2 separate regions of the Triticum aestivum genome follow, and region 2 is linked to region 1. Evidence: chromatin contacts called from public HiCAR-type data. All regions are on one chromosome and are shown on one strand. Each heading gives the region's core, a stretch centred on a gene start, on an enhancer-like site or on the middle of the called end of the contact. The rest is flanking DNA. Distances are from core to core; before and after follow the strand shown. Region 1 holds the start of LOC123068904 (mitochondrial-processing peptidase subunit alpha). Region 2 holds the start of LOC123068905 (ATP-dependent 6-phosphofructokinase 6).

What was found. HiCAR-type assays count read pairs that join an accessible place to other places.
Region 2: a HiCAR-type map of leaf shows a contact between it and region 1, with 3 times the contacts expected there. The contact joins the promoter of LOC123068905 here to the promoter of LOC123068904 in region 1. A contact is called at or near these places in 1 of 5 Hi-C or Micro-C datasets (leaf) and 1 of 1 datasets of contacts at active chromatin or transcription factors (leaf).

What each region holds. Positions count from the first base shown.
Region 1 is chr3B:114,487,130-114,493,300 of IWGSC CS RefSeq v2.1, forward strand. It overlaps LOC123068904 (mitochondrial-processing peptidase subunit alpha), which reads left to right and starts at 2,594. Exons shown (of 13, transcript XM_044491597.1): 1 at 2,594-2,795; 2 at 3,669-3,914; 3 at 4,009-4,305; 4 at 4,397-4,564; 5 at 4,657-4,824; 6 at 4,921-5,001; 7 at 5,084-5,150; 8 at 5,457-5,551; 9 at 5,847-5,919; 10 at 6,004-6,074; 11 at 6,140-6,171. The coding sequence starts at 2,610.
Region 2 is chr3B:114,759,692-114,765,862 of IWGSC CS RefSeq v2.1, forward strand. LOC123068905 (ATP-dependent 6-phosphofructokinase 6) reads left to right here and starts at 3,147. Exons shown (of 11, transcript XM_044491599.1): 1 at 3,147-3,586; 2 at 3,964-4,010; 3 at 4,121-4,160; 4 at 4,245-4,445; 5 at 4,898-5,110; 6 at 5,194-5,262; 7 at 5,355-5,484; 8 at 5,606-5,646; 9 at 5,742-5,966. The coding sequence starts at 3,368.

The DNA.
Region 1 (6,171 bases), core at 1,344-3,843:
TCTTCCTCGAGCTTCTCTGTGGACGACCTTTCTTTCCTTCTTCTCCCCGATACACCCTGCTATGTGCCTCATGTGTCACCTCCTCCTCCGGCATCTCTCCTTCCTTCTCATTCACCTCCGACCCCATCTTCTCCCTCCTCCTCCTCCTCTCCAGTCCGTCGCCCTCTCTCACCGTTTCCTCTCCACTATACTCGACATTCTCGTACTGAGGATATTGCCTCTGACGAGCCTTCCACCTCGGGTGCACCTCCTCTCACACCCCCTCCGGTTCATAACCTCCATGCTCGGCCTCGCCCTTCGCCTGATCGCTACTCCCCTGACCGGTACGGTCTCTCTGTCTTGCCTGAGCCCACTTCCTATCGCACTACCATGACTCAGCCTGAATGGCAGCTTGCGATGGCCGAGGAGCTTGCCGCCCTTGAGCGCTCTGGCACATGGGATCTCGTTCCCCTTCCTTCCGGTGTCCGTCCCATCACCTACAAGTGGGTCTACAAGCTTAAGACTCGCTCCGATGGTTCTCTTGAGCACTACAAAGCTCGTCTTGTGGCCCGTGGTTTTCAGCAGGAGCAGGGGCGCGATTATGATGAGACTTTCGCTCCTGTGGCCCACATGACCACTGTCCGCACTCTTCTTGCTGTGGCTTCTGTTCGTCAGTGGTCTATCTCTCAACTTGATGTTTAGAACGCTTTTCTCAATGGCGAGTTGCGTGAGGAGGTTTATATGCAGCCACCACAAAGGTACTATGCTCCTGATGGTATGGTCTGTAGACTTCGCCGCTCTCTATATGGTCTCAAACAGGCCCTCGCGCCTGGTTTGAGCGCTTCGCATCTGTGGTGACCGCGGCTGGTTTCTTGTCCAGTGACCATGATCCCGCGCTGTTTATTCACACGTCTCCTCGTGGCCGGACTCTTCTCCTTCTCTATGTTGATGACATGATCATCACTGGTGACGACACTGATTACATCGCCTTTGTTAAGGCCCGCCTTCACGAGCAGTTCCTTATGACTGATCTTGGTCCTCTTCGCTATTTTCTTGGGATTGAGATCTCCTCCACCTCTGATGGCTTCTACATCTCTCAAGAGAAATACATTCAGGATCTTCTTGCTCGAGTTGCTCTCAGTGATGATCGCACTGTTGTGACTCCTATGGAGCTCAATGTTCAGCTTCATGCCTCTGATGGTGACCCTCTTCCTAATCCCAGTCGCTATCGTCACCTCGTCGGTAGCCTTGTCTATCTTGCTGTTACACGTCTTGACATCTCCTATCCCGTTCACATCTGAGTCAGTTTGTTTCAGCCCCCACCTCTGTCCACTATAGTCACCTCCTCCGTGTTCTACGATATCTTCGTGGCACGATCTCTCAGCGCCTTTTCTTTCCTCGCTCCAGTTCTCTTGAGCTCCGGGCTTACTCTGATGCTACCTGGGCTAGTGATCCCTCTGATCGACGCTCGCTGTCTGCTTACTGTGTCTTTCTTGGTGGCTCTCTGATTGCCTAGAAGACAAAGAAACAGACTGCAGTGTCTCGCTTGAGTACAGAGGTTGAGTTGCGAGCCATGGCTATGTTGACGGCTGAGGTGATCTGGTTGCGATGGTTACTTGAGGATTTTGGTGTGATGGCTACTACCTCGACTCCCTTACTATCAGACAGTACTGGTGCTATCAGTATTGCGCGTGACCCGGTGAAGCATGAGCTCACCAAGCACATCGGTGTGGATGCCTACTTTTGTGCGTGCTGTTGTGCAGGATCAGACTCTCGCCCTTCACTATGTGCCCTCGGAGTTACAGTTGGCTGACTTCTTCACGAAGGCACAGACTCGAGCGCAGCATACCTTTTTCCTCTTCAAACTCAGTGTTGTTGATCCACCATGAGTTTGAGGGGGGGGGGTTAGATGTGTATAGTCCCTTTTCGATATATCCCCGTTGTATAAGGGGTTTTCCGCACTTTGACACACATATATATGTAATGGCCTTTGGCCCTCAGAAAATGATAGTTGCTCATTATCCAACAAATCTTAAAATATGTTCAACTACAACTGACCCAGTCTGTCAACCGTACTAGCATCAGCAATAAACTCACTTAGACCCAACTTCAACGAGACCTCCCTTGCTTGAACACAATTGAATAAAAGGTGAACAATGTCCTTGGGTCCTTGCTTACATAAACGGGCAAATTCCATTAGTCCCAATATGATGGTTGCCAAGAACAACTCGGACTAGGATCAGATCATGTAGCAGACGCCACCCAATTTTTATTTTTATTTTTACTGGGACATTCAACTTCCAAAGTAAACCCTAGACTGGATTCGGTCTTGACGTTCCTTGCATCGCACGTGAGGCTCTACCTCCGTACTGATGCATCCATTTGCGAAGCGCAGTGCTTGGATTTTTTTTTGATGCGCTACATTTTTTTTAGAAGATTTTGATGCGCTACATTTTTTTTAGGACTGATGCGCTACATGATCGGACCAGATAAGCCCAAAGCTTCGAGCCGGCCCGGCCCAACAATATTTTTTGATATCTCGGCCCAAAATACTAAAGTACTAGATATTCAGTGGGCTCAATATCCACTGAATAGCCCGCCAGGCCCGGCCCGTTAACGAACTGCCCCCGATGTCACCCACTTCTATATGCGCAACCAGTCTCTCACGAATTGTCGCCTTCCACTTGTCTCACGGTCTCCGTCCCCATCTCCCCCTCCGCCGCTCCCGCCGCGCCGCCGGCGACGTCCCCGTCGACAGATCTTCACAGGCGTCCTCCATCATGTACCGAGCCGCCTCCGGCCTCGGCGCCCTCAAGGTCAGCCGTCCCCCGCCCGAAACCCTAACCTCCCCTCCCCTCCGATTCGCTAGATCTAGTGGCTCCGTAGCACCCATCACGCCACGATGCGTCCGATCCGAACGGACGCAGCTCACGAGTCGCGTCGCGATTGGTACCAGACTAGCATCCACGGTTTGGTCACGCGGATTTGATGCGTGAGCGTGTAGTGGAGTCATTCTGGGCGCTGCAAGTAGGAATCGCTGTCTGAATGTTTGCCCTGGTATATCGAATTGGGAAAGCATCGATTTGCGGTGCGAAGATGAGTGTGTGGCGAGTTTGTTTTGTTGCATAGGTTCGTGTAAATATCAGGGAAAGGGTCATCTTTTGCATGTTAGTTGGTTTATTATTGGTGGATGAGTTAGTTCCGATATGGTTGAGTGGAATTGGATGATTCATGGCCTTGATGATATTGCTTTGTTTTGTGCTTTGTCGTTTGCAAATGCATGCTTTGGATCCAGTACCATTCTAGTTGCGTTCTGTTACATTAGTTCTTGTTATGTTTCATGATGCGCCTAGTCAAATGTATGATTCGGAACAGCTTGTTAAATTCCCTTTATGCAATTTGTTTCATTTCATCATTTTCATATTACTTTGAAGTTTGAACGGTCATGATATATTTGCCTGTAGCATGTGCTTGGTTTTTTTGTCAGTGTAAGTATTGTTGGGCTTACTGACCGATGATCGTTTTAGCCTTAGGTAGAGCCATAACCTTGGATGCAGATATACCTTGTGCGGAGGCAGAATATTTCATCATTGAGACAGCTTGATTTGTTGGGCTTTTAATTGAAGCTGTTCACATTTTAGATCAGCTTTAGCTGCATAATCATAATATCAATTGTTTACCACTTGCAGCAGCATGGGGCGGATACCCAACTGTTGAATATCGCGGTTAGGTCTGCTAGCACAAGTATTGCACAGAGGTCATCGGGCGGCTTCTTGGGCTGGCTGACAGGTGCACGTTCAAATGCACTACCCCCTCCAGATTTCGCACTCCCAGGAGTCACTATTCCTCCTCCACTGGCTGATCATGTGGAGCCTGGCAAGACAAAAATCACAACACTTTCAAATGGTGTAAAAATTGCCTCTGAAACATCTCCAGTATGTGTTCCTTACTTTTTATAATTTAGTTATTTCATGCATGTTCCTCATGGTGGTCAGTTAGTGATACCAATGTTATGTATTTTTTATCCAGGGATCAGCATGTTCTGTTGGAGTTTATGTTAACTGTGGGTCTGTATATGAAACACCTGAGACACTGGGTGCCACTCAGTTATTAAAGAAGTTGGCCTTCACAACCACTAGAAACAGGAGCCAGTTGCGTGTTGTTCGTGAAATTGGTGCAATAGGTGGCAGTGCGAAAGCATCAGCCAACCGTGAGCTCATGAGCTACAGCTATGGAGCCCTTAAGACTTACATGCCTGAAATGGTGGAAGTGCTAGTTGATTGTGTGAGAAATCCTGCTTTACTTGATTGGGAAGTCAAGGAAGAGGTATTTCAGCTTAATATTATGCCCTTTCGCTTCTGTACTATAGATTAGTGGAATATGTTCTTTGCTGAATGCAAACTTATTGACTTTGTAGATAATGAAACTAAAGGCAGAGCTTGCAGAAGCTTCAAGTAATCCGGAAGCTTTCCTTTTGGATGCTCTTCATTCCAGTGGCTATTCTGGTGCCTTGGCAAACCCATTGATTGCCTCAGAGGCTTCAGTTAGCAGATTAAATACAGATGTTCTGGAAGAATTTCTTGCTGTGAGATTCATGCCCTAAAATTCTGTTAGTACTATAGTCGTGTGGGTATTCTTGTTAACATGCTATCTATATTTCTGTTGCATGTATGTCAGTTGAACTACACTTCCCCGCGAATTGTTCTAGCTGCGTCTGGTGTGGACCATGATGAACTTGTATCAATTGCTGAACCACTCCTGTCTGACATTCCCACTGCAACTGGAACAGGAAAGCCAAAATCTGTCTATGTTGGTGGAGAATATAGACGGGCAGCAGATTCATCGGTAGGCTTTATGATTTCTAGCCACTCATCAAGTCATTTATGTGATATCTTTCATGACATACATTTGTTCTTACTTTGGTTTCTTCTCAAAAAATAGAACACAGATCTTGCTTTGGCATTTGAGCTCCCAGGTGGATGGCTGAAAGAAAAAGAATTTGCTACTGCATCTGTTCTTCAGGTTCGTATTGAATAGAACACTTCTATTGATGTTGCTACAGCATTCTGGTTTAATTCAACAAGAGCTATTTTATCTTTTACAGGCACTTCTGGGTGGTGGTGGCGTGTTTACCTGGGGAAGACCTGGAAAAGGCTTGCATTCACGCCTAAGTAAGCACACGCTGATGAAAATTATATTGCCAAAAGGACATTATTCAGTTATCTAGCTGATTGTTAGTTTAAGTATCATTTGCTCTTGAGCTGGCTATTCTATAAACTGTAAATTGTGAAAAAAGTGGTCCAACCTTTAGTAAATTCCATCTTTATGGCAACCATTTCAGGCTTGCCGTAACTAATAATGCAGTGTCATGACCACATGCTTTAATTTGATTATTCAGATTCTCGCAGCACAAGAAACTATTTTGTATTTGCATTGGTACTCATATTAGTGCCTGAACTGTGGTATACTTTGTGCAGATCCCCTCGTAAATGAATTTGACCAAATCAAATCGATCTCCGCTTTCAAAAATGTTCACAGTAACACTGGCATTTTTGGAATTCATGCATCGACTGTAAGTATCATTTATGATTTGCATAGGAATACTTGAAAATGATCTCCTTTTATGTTTTTTTTATTTGTATGGTTTTTTTAGTAGTACTATTACTGTACATGCCTTGGATGTGAATACTTGAAAATATATAACTTGGCTTTTCTTTTTCTGGGTAAGAACTTAAATCGTGCAACTCACATATATTATCACTAGATTGGATGAGCTGTTATAGTAATACACAAAAACATAATATTTCATAGTTAAGCTATTGTACTCTGATGACTGATGACTGACGAAGATATCATTTCATAATCAGGAAGCAGCATTTGTTCCTAAAGTTATTGACTTGGCAGCCAGAGAACTCACTTCCCTTGCTACTCCTGGTCAAGGTACCTTAACTGTCCTATGTTCATCAGTCATTAAGTTGTTTACGGTTCATTTAATTGCCTGAAACTTCATCCCATTTTTTGCAGTTGACCAAACCCAACTGGACCGTGCTAAAGCATCTGCAAAATCAGTTATCTTGAAGAACCTGGAATCAAAGGTATGCGTACACACGTGAAATTTTTGTAATCATGACCGATGCTCCACTAACAATTAAACTCTCAGGCATCAACAACTGAAGACATGGGGCGCCAAGC
Region 2 (6,171 bases), core at 1,897-4,396, 270 kb after region 1:
GATCTTGATGTATTGCCAGCTTTTCTATTATAGTTGGATCTTATGATGTTTCTCCCCCTCTACCTTCTTGTAATGGATTGAGTTTTCCCTTTGAAGTTATCTTATCGGATTGAGTCTTTAAGGATGTGAGAACACTTGATGTATGTCTTGCGTGGGATACCCATGGTGACAATGGGGTATTCTATTGATTCACTTGATGTATGTTTTGGTGATCAACTCGCGGGTTCAATGACCATGTGAACTTATGCATAGGGGTTGGCACACGTTTTCGTCTTGACTCTCTGGTAGAAACTTTGGGGCACTCTTTGAAGTTTTTTGTGTTGGTTTGAATAGATGAATCTGAGATTGTGTGATGCGTATCGTATAATCATACCCACTGATACTTGAGGTGACATTGGAGTATCTAGGTGACATTAGGGTTTTGGTTGATGTGTGTCTTAAGGTGTTATTTTACTTTGAACTCTAGGGTTGTTTGTGACACTTATAGTAATAGCCCAATGGATTAATCAGAAAGAATAACTTTGAGGTGGTTTCGTACCCTACAATGATTTCTTTGTTTGTTCTCCAATATTAGTGACTTTGGAGTGAATCTTTGTTGCATGTTGAGGGATAGTTATATGATCCAATTATGTTATTACTGTTGAGAGAACTTGCACTAGTGAAAGTATGAACCCTAGGCCTTGTTTCGAAGCATTGCAATACCGTTTTTGCTCACTTTTATTACTTGTCACCTTGTTGTTTTTATAATTTCAGATTACAAAAACCTATATCTACCATCCATATTGCACTTGTATCACCATCTCTTCGTCGAACTAGTGCACCTATACAATTTACCATTGTATTGGGTATGTTGGGGACACAAGAGACTCTTTGTTATTTGGTTGCAGGGTTGTTTGAGAGAGACCATCTTCATCCTACGCCTCCCACAGATTGATAAACCTTAGGTCATCCACTTGATGGAAATTTGCTACTGTCCTACAAACCTCTGCACTTGGAGGCCCAACAATGTCTACAAGAAGAGGGTTGCGTAGTAGACATCACACCATGCCGTCGTGCTGAAGGAACTCATCTACTTCCTCGACACCTTGCTGGATCAAGAAGGCGAGGGACGTTATCTCACTAAACGTGTGCAGAACTCGGAGGTGCCCTACGTTCGGTGCTTGATCGGTCGGAGCTAGAAGAAGTTCGACTACATCAACCGTGTTATCAAACGCTTCCGCTTTCGATCTACGAGGGTACGTAGACACACTCTCCCCATCTTGTTGCTATGCATCTCCTAGATAGATCTTGCGTGAGCTGGTTAGTGGCTACAGGCAAGAGGGCGTGAAAGATGTAGTGACATCGGTCCCTGGCAACGGCCGGAATCAGGTGTAATGATGGATGCAGGCACATTGGGGGCTGCTGTCGCGGGAGGAGCAGGCGGTCCTAGCCGGGACGTGTGAAACACAAAAGAACAATCCACTTTTTTAGTCCTCTAAACCCCAGGCTGAGTTGGCATGCCCAATCAGCATTCCTTGAGGTCATAACCGCTTTACCAACGCTAAACCGAGACCAGGTGACCAAGTTGAGTTTTGAATCTGTGGTAATTTGAGAGTGTATTTTGACTTGTTTAGACATTCAGAGTTGTAACTAAACTGATTGGTTATTCCGGGGATGAAATATGAACCTTTCTCTAGAAACTACACTCAATTCAAGCAAAGTGGTGGAGTAACTAACTAACGAGGAGCAGAGGAGTTGGAGCTGCAGCCAGCCAAGCACACCCGCGTTGCTCGTAGTGGCGGCTCGGAGAACCCTAGTCCTGTTAGCCCTCGCCTCCACCACCTCTTCCTCGCCGCCGCCGGTGGCGGGGCCTTCCATGGGCGTGGCTCCTCTCCCTCCTTGGCAGCGGAGCGGCTGGTGGCGGCGGCGCTACTTGATGACGGGTGTGGTGGGGGTGCTCCACCCGGTGGTGTGCCTTGGCTTGCAGTGATGGCTTGGGATGCCGATCCTTTCGATCTGATTTGGGTGGGTTGGTGGAGCTCGGGCCAAAGTTGCAGTTGGTCGTGTGCCTCGTCGGCTGATGTGGCATGGGGCTTTGGTCGATAGGCGGGCGATGGCGGGCTGATCGGGGCAGCATGGGGGCATGCTGCCGTGAAAATAATGGTGGTTGTCCGCGTGCTCTTTTTGCATCATGGCATCGTCTACATGATCAGTCCTCGTCGATTTGGTCACCGACGTGTTCTGGAACTACCGCTGGAGATCCTGCCCAAGATATCTGGATCAGATAGAATTCGGTCGTGCATGCCATATCAGCCTACGAGGTTCCATGACGGTGTGGCGCGAAGCTCTATTGTTTGTTGGCACCATGGGACATGTCAGCTTCTCGATTTCTATGGTGTAGACAACTTGGAGAAGGTAATAGTGGTTGAGAATGGAGAATCAGTTAGACGAATAGAGCCTTCGAGGAGATGGAGTCAACCAGGTGTTTGGTAACTCTTAGGAGCAGCAATGTCAAGTGGGGGCGGCAACACTGGAGGAATTCAATTTTGGTGGTGCTCCTCGGATACCGAGCCATGACTTTCAGGGTGACAATCAAAGGTCTGGCCTTCATTGGTTGTGCTTCACAATTGCCTTGCTGAAGGAATTATTTTGAGAGCTCGGACTTCTCCAGGGTGAAAATCTAAGATCTTGGATCGGGCAACAATGGTGCTTGTGCACTATTTCTTTCTTGGCGGCGTTGTTTTTGGAGAACTTTTATGTTTTTCGGTTGTTGTATTTGGTGGTGATTTGTGTATGGCTGCTGAGAGAAGTCGGTCGCTGTGGCGGGACCTTTGTTTTTTTCCTTTTTTTTGGTTGTATGCATCCTGGATGTCGTTGCGACATCTTGTAGGTGCAGAGATTCGGTGGATATTAATATATTCCCTTTAAAAAAATTTCAAGCAAAGTGGCGATGTTTTTCAGTCAAACAAATACTACCAGAAAAGGAGCAAATCCCCCGTGATATATCCCATCGCATACTGACAAGAGGACCCGGGCGACATTTCTTCTCGCGCAAGGCCAACACGAAATGGCAGGCCCGTAAATAGGCCGAAACCCCGATGCCCCTCCCGGGAACCCCGCGAAGTTTCCCACCTCCCCCTCCCCTCCCTCTCCCCTCGTGCGGCCGTCAAACCCCGTCGGCGCCGTCAAACCCAGCGGCTAACGGCGGCGCGAACGACGCTAATCCGAATATATAATCCCCCGCCCCCCGCGGCTGTCCTCCCCACACACCAAGAGCAGGAGGATCACTCCCAGAATCACCGGCTAAGCTTAAGCTCCCTCGTGATCTCAAAAACCATCTTTTTTTCCTCTTTCCACCTCGTGCTTACCGACGGGGTCCCTCCCTGCCATGGAGTCCGTCGGCGTCGCCCCGGCCCCCGCGGCGGTGGCGGTGGCGGAGCAGAAGATGAAGCTTCTCGAGCCGAGGAAGGAGCCCCTCGCCTCCGCCGCCGCCGCCGCCGCCAAGGCGCCGTGCAAGTGGGCGATGAAGAAGAAGCTCGTGGGCGGCGACGCCGGCTACGTGCTCGAGGACGTGCCCCACCTCACCGACTACATGCCCGAGCTCCCGGTGCGTGCCACAGCCCCCGTGCTCCTCTTGCTGTCTCACGTTCCGATCGCCTGGTGCTCTCGTCTGGTTGATTTCCCGTCGCGGGGATCAGCTCGGAGCTGCCAAGTCTCTATGCTTTCCCGGCCCCCTTTTTTGGCGCCCTTCTGTGGATTCTCCGCATCTTTATATTTTTCACGATTTTCCTTGGATTCGAGGATAAACTGATCGCCATGCAGTCCAGCTGCTCCAACAATTTTGGAACATAGGGACATCAATCGATAGATCGATCCCCGAAAACATAGCGATTTTGGAACATAGCGATTTGTTTGCAGATTACAGTTACAGAATCCTTGAACTGAATCGATTGCTCACCTCTTGTTACCGTTGCTGATCTGCAGACGTACCCGAATCCCCTCCAGGACAACCCTGCCTACTCGGTCGTCAAGTAAGAGTTCCCCTCCTTTCTTTGCCCTGCACAGTCCAGTTCCATCCAAACACGCATGTTTCCCGAAGCTGACCTTTCTTCCTGCTCCCACCACGTGTTGTCCATCCCAGGCAGTACTTCGTCAACACGGACGACACCGTCACGCAAAAGGTGAGAAATTTTCTGTGTTATACTTTTGGTCTAACAGAATGCCGAGGTGATCTGGTGAGGCTGACTTTTGTGGGTCGATTGCAGATTGTTGTTCGTAAGAACAGTGCGAGAGGCACCCACTTCCGGCGCGCCGGGCCGCGGCAGAGGGTGTACTTCCAGCCCGACGACGTGAACGCGGCCATCGTCACCTGCGGCGGCCTTTGCCCCGGGCTCAACACGGTCATCCGCGAGCTTGTGTGCGGGTTGTACGACATGTACGGTGTCACCAGTGTTGTTGGCATAGAGGTGAGGACTTCTGGAGTTGCTGCTCTTGTTTGTTCTCCATGTGTAAATTACAATGCTCCGGTTAGTATTTTAGGATTAGCATGGTGCTTTGTTACGATGCTAACGAGGCTATTTAATTGCAGTAACTGATTTTGACTGCTTAGGAAGGTGTGATTTAGAACAAACTGCCTGGGAATACAATATTGACGGTGACACCAATAAGCATTTTCAGCTGTCACCTAATAACATGACGCTGCAATGTTGATAAGCCTGAAACTGTTTAGAAGTGTGTACTTCGGAACAAACTCCCTGAGAATACAATATTGATGGTGACACTAATAAGCATTGTTTGCTGGCACTTAATGACATGGTGTTGTCATTAGCTAGGCCTGAATATAATACTGCTATTTGTCAACCGTTATGTTCACTCTGTTTTTGTTTTCTGAACCTAATTCTGGATGTGCAATATGCAGGGTGGATACAAGGGTTTCTATTCTCGAAACACCGTTACATTGACACCCAAATCAGTGAACGACATCCACAAGAGAGGGGGGACCATTCTTGGAACTTCAAGGGGTGGGCATGACACTGCCAAAATTGTGGATAGTCTTCAGGACCGTGGCATTAACCAGGTCTACATCATTGGAGGTGATGGTACTCAGCAAGGCGCTTCCGTAATTTATGAGGTAACAACATTGCTACTGCAGGAAGGTCTCAATCAAATGCTCAATTCCATGTCTCACATACAACTGCTTAAACTTAATTTCAGGAAGTCCGTAGACGGGGCCTCAAATGTGCAGTGGTCGGTGTCCCAAAGACCATTGATAATGATATTGCGGTACTCCCCTCTTTCCTTTGCCCCTGCATTTATGTACAAGAGTGATTGTTTTCCACACTAGTTGTGATTTTGATGTTGAATTGTCCACACAGGTGATTGACAAATCTTTTGGATTTGACACTGCTGTGGAGGAGGCTCAAAGAGCAATCAACGCTGCTCATGTTGAAGCTGAAAGTGCAGAGAATGGCATTGGTGTCGTGAAGCTAATGGGCCGCAACAGTGGTACGTCTCTTTCCTTGTTACAAACTTGCAGTCACGTTTTAAAGTAATACCCGCTCCTGCATATTCTGAAGGAAAGTGGTTTTAAGTAAATAATAATGAGTTATAAATTATATTGATGCAGGGTTCATCGCAATGTATGCTACTCTAGCTAGTCGTGATGTGGTATGTTGTTATCATCCTATAAGTTCATTACACTAATCAACATAACAGTAATGTCGAGTCGGAGACTGACCACTTTGCTTTGCTTGTTATCTCAGGATTGTTGCTTAATCCCAGAGTCTCCATTCTACCTTGAAGGGAAAGGAGGCCTCCTTGAGTTCGTCGAGAAACGGCTCAAGGATAGTGGTCATATGGTCATTGTGGTGGCCGAGGGTGCTGGCCAAGATCTCATCGCCCAAAGCATGAACTTTGTGGACACTCAGGATGCTTCTGGAAATAAGCTGCTTCTGGATGTTGGCCTTTGGCTATCCCAGAAGATCAAGGTCAGATTCCTGGTCCAAACTTTCCTTTCCCTGTCAATGTGGGGACAAGCAATGCTCTTTATCTCTTTGGCTCATTCAAGTATATTAGCATTCAGTCATGATAGAATTAGCAACAAGCCACTTGTTAGTAGATTGAAAGTTTGAAGCCGAAAGAAAGCCCTGGTCATATTCCACCACTGAATTGCTTGGCTTTCTTCATCATGCA